2 separate regions of the Sus scrofa genome follow, and region 2 is linked to region 1. Evidence: chromatin contacts called from public HiChIP or PLAC-seq data. All regions are on one chromosome and are shown on one strand. The core of a region is the stretch at or near the end of the contact, and the rest is flanking DNA. Distances in the headings are between cores, read along the strand shown.

Region 1 (3,308 bases), core at 375-2,874:
TTGGGGTAATCTATTTTTTTTAATGTTTCCACAAACTCTTTTCCACAACTCATGGTTTAACTACCCAATTTCTTTTATAAGTGATAAGGCTTTATGGTATTGATATTCATAAAATAAATCCAAATACATACAAAACTAATGTTAAGTCCACAGGGAAGGGAGAAAAGTATTTTTAGAATCTATAATAATTCCTCCTAGAGGGAAAAAAAAACAAGTATTAGACCCAAATAAGGCAACTATATCTTTAAAAGAATGATACAGATAAATATCACAAGGTATTTGGGAACCATCTATCCCACAGATAGTTGTAGCAGAAAAACCTGATAAAGAGAAACAATGAGAATATTACTTAGAACACTACAACAGTAAGGAAAACTTAATTAACCATAATTTTTTTCCAAAGATAACATGGTTTAAAATACATTAAACTTCCCATTTGGGCTCAGCAGGTTAAGAACCCAACTAGTAGCCATGAAGATACGGGTTCGTCCCCTGGCCTCACTCAACGGGTTAAGGATCCAGCATTGTGAGCTGTGGTGTAGGTCGCAGACATGGCTTGGACCTGGTGTGGCTGTGGCCTAGGCCGGCAGCTGCAGCTGTGATTCCACCCTTAGCCTGGGAACGTCCTTCTACATGCCGCTGGAGTGGCCCTAAAAAACAAACAAAAAAACCCCCGCTATATTTTATAGTGTAAGGGTTCAGTTTTTAATTTAAAATAAACGAATCTAAACATGTCCAAGCCATCATGCAGCAAAGGAGCCTCTTTTCTCTGTCCTTCTTGAGAAAATGTAAATAAACATAGGATTTTTGAGAGTCAGCTAAATATTTACCTCAATGACTCAATCAGCATCCACCTTCGAGACAGAACCCAAGTCCAGACACAATCGACCTGGTGCAGAGAAAATCAGGTTTAAGAACCACTCCGGCTTGAGACGCACCAAAGGACCGAGCAGTCATCAAGTAACGGTATTCCAGGCATGTTACTTTCAACAAGGGGAAAGTCCCGGAGTCGGACTGAGTGACGGGACACGAGGTACATGAGGTACAGACGAGGGTCGCACTGACTCCTCTGCGGCCCTCTGTGACCCTGTGTGGTTCAGCGACGACCTGCACGCGTGCCGAGAAAACAACCGTCCTCAAACCTCAGAGTCGGCCTCGAAGACAAACTGCACGAACCCCAGCGGGTGACGGGCCGGCTGGGGCGTCCCAGCAGCGCCTCGGGGCCAGGCCGGACCCCAGGCCGCGCCCCCCGCCCCGGCGTCCCCCGCCCGCTAGAGCCCCCCCCCGGGAGCCCCGCCGGGCCCCCGGCCCCCCTGCCGGCGCCCCCAGCCAGCCCCGGAGCCCCCAGTCTCCCGCCGCGCCCTCCGCCCCTCACTCCGCCCCGGACGCGGCCGCTCGCCCTGAGGACCGCGACTACACCGCGCGGGCACACACTCGCGCGCCTGAAAAACGTCCCCAGGGGCTCCCAGAAGAGGCAGACCACTGACCGGCGCTGCTCCCACAGCCCCCCGCCCGCTCGCGAGCACCGCGAGGCCCGGGCCGCTCGCCTCAGGAGGCTCTGCTCGCTTCAACTGCCAGTCTCCCCGCGCCTCGCACTGCCTCACGGGAGCGCGGCTCCCGCCCGCGCGCGCGCGCGCCGGAAGGGGAGGCTGGGCCGCCGGAGGCGGTCTGCGCAGGCGCAGTGGCGGAAGAGGCGGGGCCTGGGGGGGCGGGCCCCGTCCTGACGCCTGCCAGCAGGAAGCGAGCTGATTGGCTTCCCGCCGCAGGGGCGGGACCAGGACGCGCGTCGGGTTGAGGAGGGGTCTGGGGGTAGCCTCGCGGAGCGGTCGGGTCTCGCGGGGCTGTGCGCCTGCATGCAGCCCGCCCTGGGTCCTCGCTCTCTGTGGAGGGCTCTCAGGGTCCCCCTCGCTGGGTCGGGAGCGCGCACGCCCTGCCCCCCGCCCGCCGCGTGACCGGGCAGCCCAGGCTGGGTGGCCGTTGCTTCCGGTCCTCCCAGGCCCCTGGGCCGCCCTCCCCTCCGGAGTAGGCGTGGACAAGCTCGCGGAGCAGACCCACTCGCTTCAGTCTTGAAAGATGAATGCTACTTTGCAAGAGTACTCCGTTCCCGAACTCTCACCTGACAATCTCATTTTCAAAATCTGACTTTTAAAAGTTGAAATTATAGCTCATATAAACAGAGCCGTTCTGTTTACGATGGATCACTTTTTCCAAGCAGAAGATGCTGCAGTCGGTGAAAGTAGCAGTGCTTCTTAAATAAGATTGCCAAGTTTGAGGTAAATCTGGTTGACGGCCCGCCCTACAGGCCAATGAAATCAGACGTTTGAGGTTATCATTTGTGTTGGACAGAATTCATTTGCATCTGTACCAGGCCAAAATCATTTTGACTTCCCAGTCTTCTACAAATTAACATCTAAATGTGCAAGGTTGGGGCCCTAGCCCTCTCTGCAGTCCGTGTGCCCACACGCCCAGCATCAAATGACCCTAAGGTAGCTAATTAGATAACGGCAGGGTCTGGTGTGGTCTGGTGTGATGTTGGAAGGGCAGAAGTCTCTCTGGATGACTTTTCTTAGTGTTTTGTTTTGGTTTTTTAGGGCTTTAGGGCCGCACCTGCGGCATATGGAAGTTCCTAGGCTAGAGGTTGAATGGGAGCTGCGGCTGCCAGCCTACATCACAGCCACAGCAATGCCTGATCTGCTTCAGCTCACCGCAAGGTGGGATCCTTAACTGACTAAGCGAGGCCAGGGTTTGAACACCATCCTCATGGATACTAGTCAGGTTCTTAACCCACTGAGCCACAAGGGAACGCCTTACTATTTTTAAGGAAAGGATAAAGTTATGGGGCAGATGTCATGCATTAATCTTGAACGTACTTCCTATTCTTCATCTTCCTATTCTTCATTTGTTTAACTTTTCTAAGCCTCTTCAACAAGACACTAAAGCCTAAAATGATTGGAAAAACAAACATCACAAAAGGAAAAATTCAGAGAGCAGTGCCTGGGCTGACCCCAGGGGCCTGGACGCGGGAGGAGATGGTCCTATTGGCAAGGCAAGCTGGGCGGGTAGGTTGCAGCCCCTGGGCGGGGAAGACTCCCTTGCCCAGCCTGGGCACCACTGATGGGGGCGGGGGAGGGGGATGTGCCGCCAGCAGAGGAGCTGAGCCGGCTTATGGAGAGGAAGTGGATGCTGTGTAGGCAGCGCCTTCAAGAAATTCTGCTGAGGAGGCAAAGATTGAGGGAGAGAGAGCGAGAGAGCAGCAGGACAACAGGAGATGAGGGGGTGGGAAGGCAGAGCTGTGGGGAGGGCTTTTT
Region 2 (3,792 bases), core at 440-2,939, 520 kb after region 1:
GATGCCGCCGATCACCCTGGAGGCCAGGAAGGCCGCAAAGCTCCTCGAGGCCGCCCACACGGCGTAGGAAGAGGCCAGACCTGCCTGCCTCAGGGCAGGGGCCAAGGGCAGGGACGGTCACCGGAGGCCAGCAGGGCCCACAGTGGGCTGGCAAGCCCGAGCAACACCCCTGGACCCTGCCCTGCTCTGGAGCAACTGTGTCCCCAGTGTCCCCATGGCAGGAGCAGCTCTGGGACAGCCTGGCTTAGCCACAGGGTCTGACATCCCTCAAACACCACCCCGGGGGCCACGAGGGCCAACGAGGCCCCATGACGGGTTCACAGCGTCTCCCCGCACGGCTGCTGGGCCAGTGGGAGGAGGCTCCATCCGTGGGCAACCGTACCAGGGACAGCAGCATCACTGGGCGCCTCCCCAGGCGGTCAGAGACGGCCCCTGTGAGTGGTGCCGACAGGAACTGCAGGAGGGAGAAAACCGAGCCGATCAGACCTGCAAGAGACAGAGGTCACAGTCACCACGTTGCCCCATCCCCAAGGGTCTGATCGTGTCTGGCCCTGCAATCCCAGGTCCCAAGACTTGAGTGGAGATGGCCCCAGTGGCAAGTGGACACGCAGAGAGGGAGCAGACAATGCACAGGGGAGGACTAGGACCTGCGACTCGGGGACTGAGGAGGGGACCGGCCAGGAAGTCGGGCCGGGGAGGCCCCGCCCAGCGGCAGCACCTTACCTCCGAACAGGACGCTGTTGTACCTCTTCTCTGCTGGCATCCCAATGGCCGCCGCAAACCAGTCCACCCCTCGCTGCCACGAGTCATAGAGGGAGTCCTGGGGGACAAAGATGTGGGACCCGCTGGGGAGTCTCTGAGGGGCTTGGAGCAATGGGAGTGAAGGGTCGGGTTGGGCGGGGAGGGGAGGTGGCTCACGTGGGCACGGGCATGGCTCTCGAGCAGCCCGGGCAACAGGGGCAGCAGCAGAGTAAAGGCCAGGAGGTCCAGCAGGAGGCCCAGGAAGACCACGGTGATCACACGGGTTTCGGGCGCCGGCTGCGGGCGGATGGGTGGGCGCGGGGTGCAGCTCCCGCCGGCTCCCCAGCCCATGATGGGAGCCGCTCCGATTCGGCCTGGCTATCCCGCCTGGCTGAGCGAGAAGCAGTTCTGCAAGAGCGCGGGTTTCAGGAGGGCGCGTCTGGGTCCTTTTGCCCGGATGCTCACCTACCGTGGGTGGGCGGGGCGGGGCGGGGCGGGGAAAATGAGCCCCTAGCTCCTGCCGCGCCACCGGCCCACTAACAACCAGTGCGCACCGAAAGGGACTGCCTGCCCGGCTACCCAGCACAAGGGTCCCTCGCTGCGCCCTGCCCGGACCCTGGGCAGCAGGAAACGCAGGCTGCGGGGGTTGCGCAAGGAAACCGCAGCCCCGGAGACCAACCGTCCCAGGGGCCTGGGCAGGGGCATCGAGGCCAGGGACACCTCCCAGCTCCTGATGCCGCCCCACGTTCCCGGCAGGAGCGGCCAGGGAAACAGGCCCGGGCGGGCACGGGAGCGCCCTCGCGCGCGGGAGAACACAACCCCCGCCCGCCGGGACCGCGCCGCCGCGCCCCCGCCCCGCACCTGCGCCGGCCGCGCGCTCAGGACGGACGGACTGACGGAAGTGGAGTGGACGGCAGGAGCGCGCCCACCGCCGGAAGTGGGCGTGGCTACTCCGGGAAGTGGCCGCCGCTGCGCTTCCCGTTCCAGCCGCCGGGCGAGGCCGCGCTGCTTCAGGCCCTGCGCGAGGGGGGCGGCTGTGTCCCGGCGGGGAGGGGTCCGAGCGGAGGCGCTCGCTAGGCCTCGGTTCCATCTGCCCCCAGACTGCGCCCGAGGAGCCTCGCCCGCCGAGGATCCCGAGGCTTTGGTCGCCCCGTCCGGAAGGCGGGGTCCGGCCCGGCCAGACCCTCGACGCACCGTCCACTTGGGCTAGAGGCCTCGCGCGCACTCGTGCCGCGCATGGTTGAGACCCTGGACGAGCTGGCGAGGAGAGGGCGCGGTCGGGGCTGTCCCGCGACCCGCCTGCCTTGGGGTCTCCCGGAAGGGCAGGGGCTCCCCCCGACCCCCGCTCCCGGGCGCACTCGGGCCTGGCCCCCGGCCCCCGCAGCTGGAGGAACTCCGGGCTGCTGGACCCGGCCTGCACCCACCGTCCTGCTTCCCTCCCGTATCTTAAAAGATTCTGTGGCCACACCAGGAAGAGTTCTGGGCACTGGAGGTTCAGCTTCTCTGGTGCAGCCAAAGGCCCACAGTCCCTGCCAGGTCGAGCGGCGCTCACCCCAATTTCCACGCTTCTGCCTCACACGCCATTGCTGCTCCAACGACCAAAAAGAGCACCGGCTATAGCTCTTTCCCCGAGGACACGCGCCTTCACCCAGGCTCGGGACGTCCACCTCTTCCAGTCGAGCTGCGCTCCCCTTTAGAAGCCTGCGCAGGGCAGTGGACCGAAGCGGCCACTTCTCTCAGGTGGCCGGGAAGGGCAGAGCTCCAGAGGAGGAGGATGCGACACTGGCAACAGCCCCCACCTCTCCCGGCCAGGTGGTCCCCGCCGGTTTCACAGCCCCCGAGCTAACCCCGCCCTCCCCTTCCCCCGGCCCGCAAGGAGGTGGCGGGGCTGGGACGGCCTTGTTGACATTTCCAAGAATTAAGTCGAGTGGGGTGGGGAGGGGCCAGGGTGGACAGAGGTGGGCGTTCTCAGGTTGATACATGAGGCAGAAAGCTAGAGCTTTTCAAGCTTGGCAGCCTGTCGCTGGCACACTGTCCTTAGAACTCACTAGCAAGTCTTGCCCAAGTGCCAGCAGCTCGGCGAGTTAACAGAAACAGCTGCTTGACTCGAACAGGTGGACCCAACCTGAGGCTGGAACAGCAGCCAGGCCTGCCAGGCCTTGCAGAACTGTGGAGCCACACCGCACTTGGCAAACACCTACTCGTGAACACCCCAGGAGGTGGCAGATGCCAACACCTCGCCCACCGTGGCCTCTTCACCTGTCCCTGTCACATCCAAGGCAATCCTGGCAGGAGCCTGGCCAGCACCAGGAGCTGCTCTGGCCCCGTCCTCTGCAGTCCGAGCGCCAGCACCGCCCGGTGCACCTTAAATCTAACTGGGGTTCTCCCAGCAACCTCCCTGCTGGGAGCCAGGATCGACTATCCTCTTCCCCGCCTCCCATGTGTCCCGTCTGGCTACTGTCCCCATGGTCACTGCAGTGCGACGGACTTCTTGGGCCACTTTGCATGGCTGCCTCAACCATGTGTCCTCTTTGTCACCTAAGGAATGAGGACTCAGTGCCTTGGCTCTAGGAGACTGGGGCAGGGCTTGGGAGTGGGGGCCTGTCCCCCTCACCCGCTCAGGGGAGCAGCATTCTGGGGTGGCTGTGCAGGCCACGGCCTGGGGCCGCAAGGGTAGGCAGTGGGCTCCCGGGGCCTTGCCAACCGCACTCCCGTTAGTGCAGTGGGAAAAGACAGCCCTTTGTTAACTAACAAGTTGCAGCCTCGACCACAGGCCCTGCGTCTTCCCATTTCATCTGGCGCAAAACCAGACTTCGTTCTGGGCCACAGCAGCCTGGCACCCCAGAGCGTCAAGCGACACTGCCCTAGGACAGCGCCAGTCCTGGCTGTCAGGGCACTGGGATGATGGGCGACTTTCCTCCTTCTGATTTCTCAACTGTTTGCAGACTTGTCTCATTTGTAACAGATTTTAGGTAACATTAAGTAACATTCTAAATTCCATACATGAAGGCAATCGTGCTCGGCCCACCACCGGCGCTGACCAGAAGCCTG

What was found. HiChIP or PLAC-seq counts read pairs in DNA pulled down with a chosen protein or histone mark.
Region 2: an H3K27ac HiChIP or PLAC-seq map of alveolar macrophages shows a contact between it and region 1. The contact joins the promoter of MFSD10 here to the promoter of HAUS3 in region 1. A contact is called at or near these places in 1 of 5 promoter capture datasets (fetal liver) and 1 of 2 datasets of contacts at active chromatin or transcription factors (alveolar macrophages).

Annotation. Positions count from the first base shown.
Region 1 is chr8:1,196,893-1,200,200 of Sscrofa11.1, forward strand. It overlaps HAUS3 (HAUS augmin-like complex subunit 3), which reads right to left and starts at 1,625. Exons shown (of 6, transcript XM_021100924.1): 1 at 1,488-1,625; 2 at 831-889; 3 at 1-194. The coding sequence starts at 53. It overlaps POLN (DNA polymerase nu), which reads right to left and starts at 1,646. Exons shown (of 26, transcript XM_021100921.1): 1 at 1,548-1,646; 2 at 831-889.
Region 2 is chr8:1,713,326-1,717,117 of Sscrofa11.1, forward strand. MFSD10 (major facilitator superfamily domain-containing protein 10) reads right to left here and starts at 1,690. Exons shown (of 13, transcript XM_003356833.5): 1 at 1,603-1,690; 2 at 919-1,149; 3 at 724-820; 4 at 383-486; 5 at 1-84. The coding sequence starts at 1,092. It overlaps NOP14 (nucleolar protein 14), which reads right to left. Exons shown (of 18, transcript XM_005666511.3): 18 at 3,694-3,792.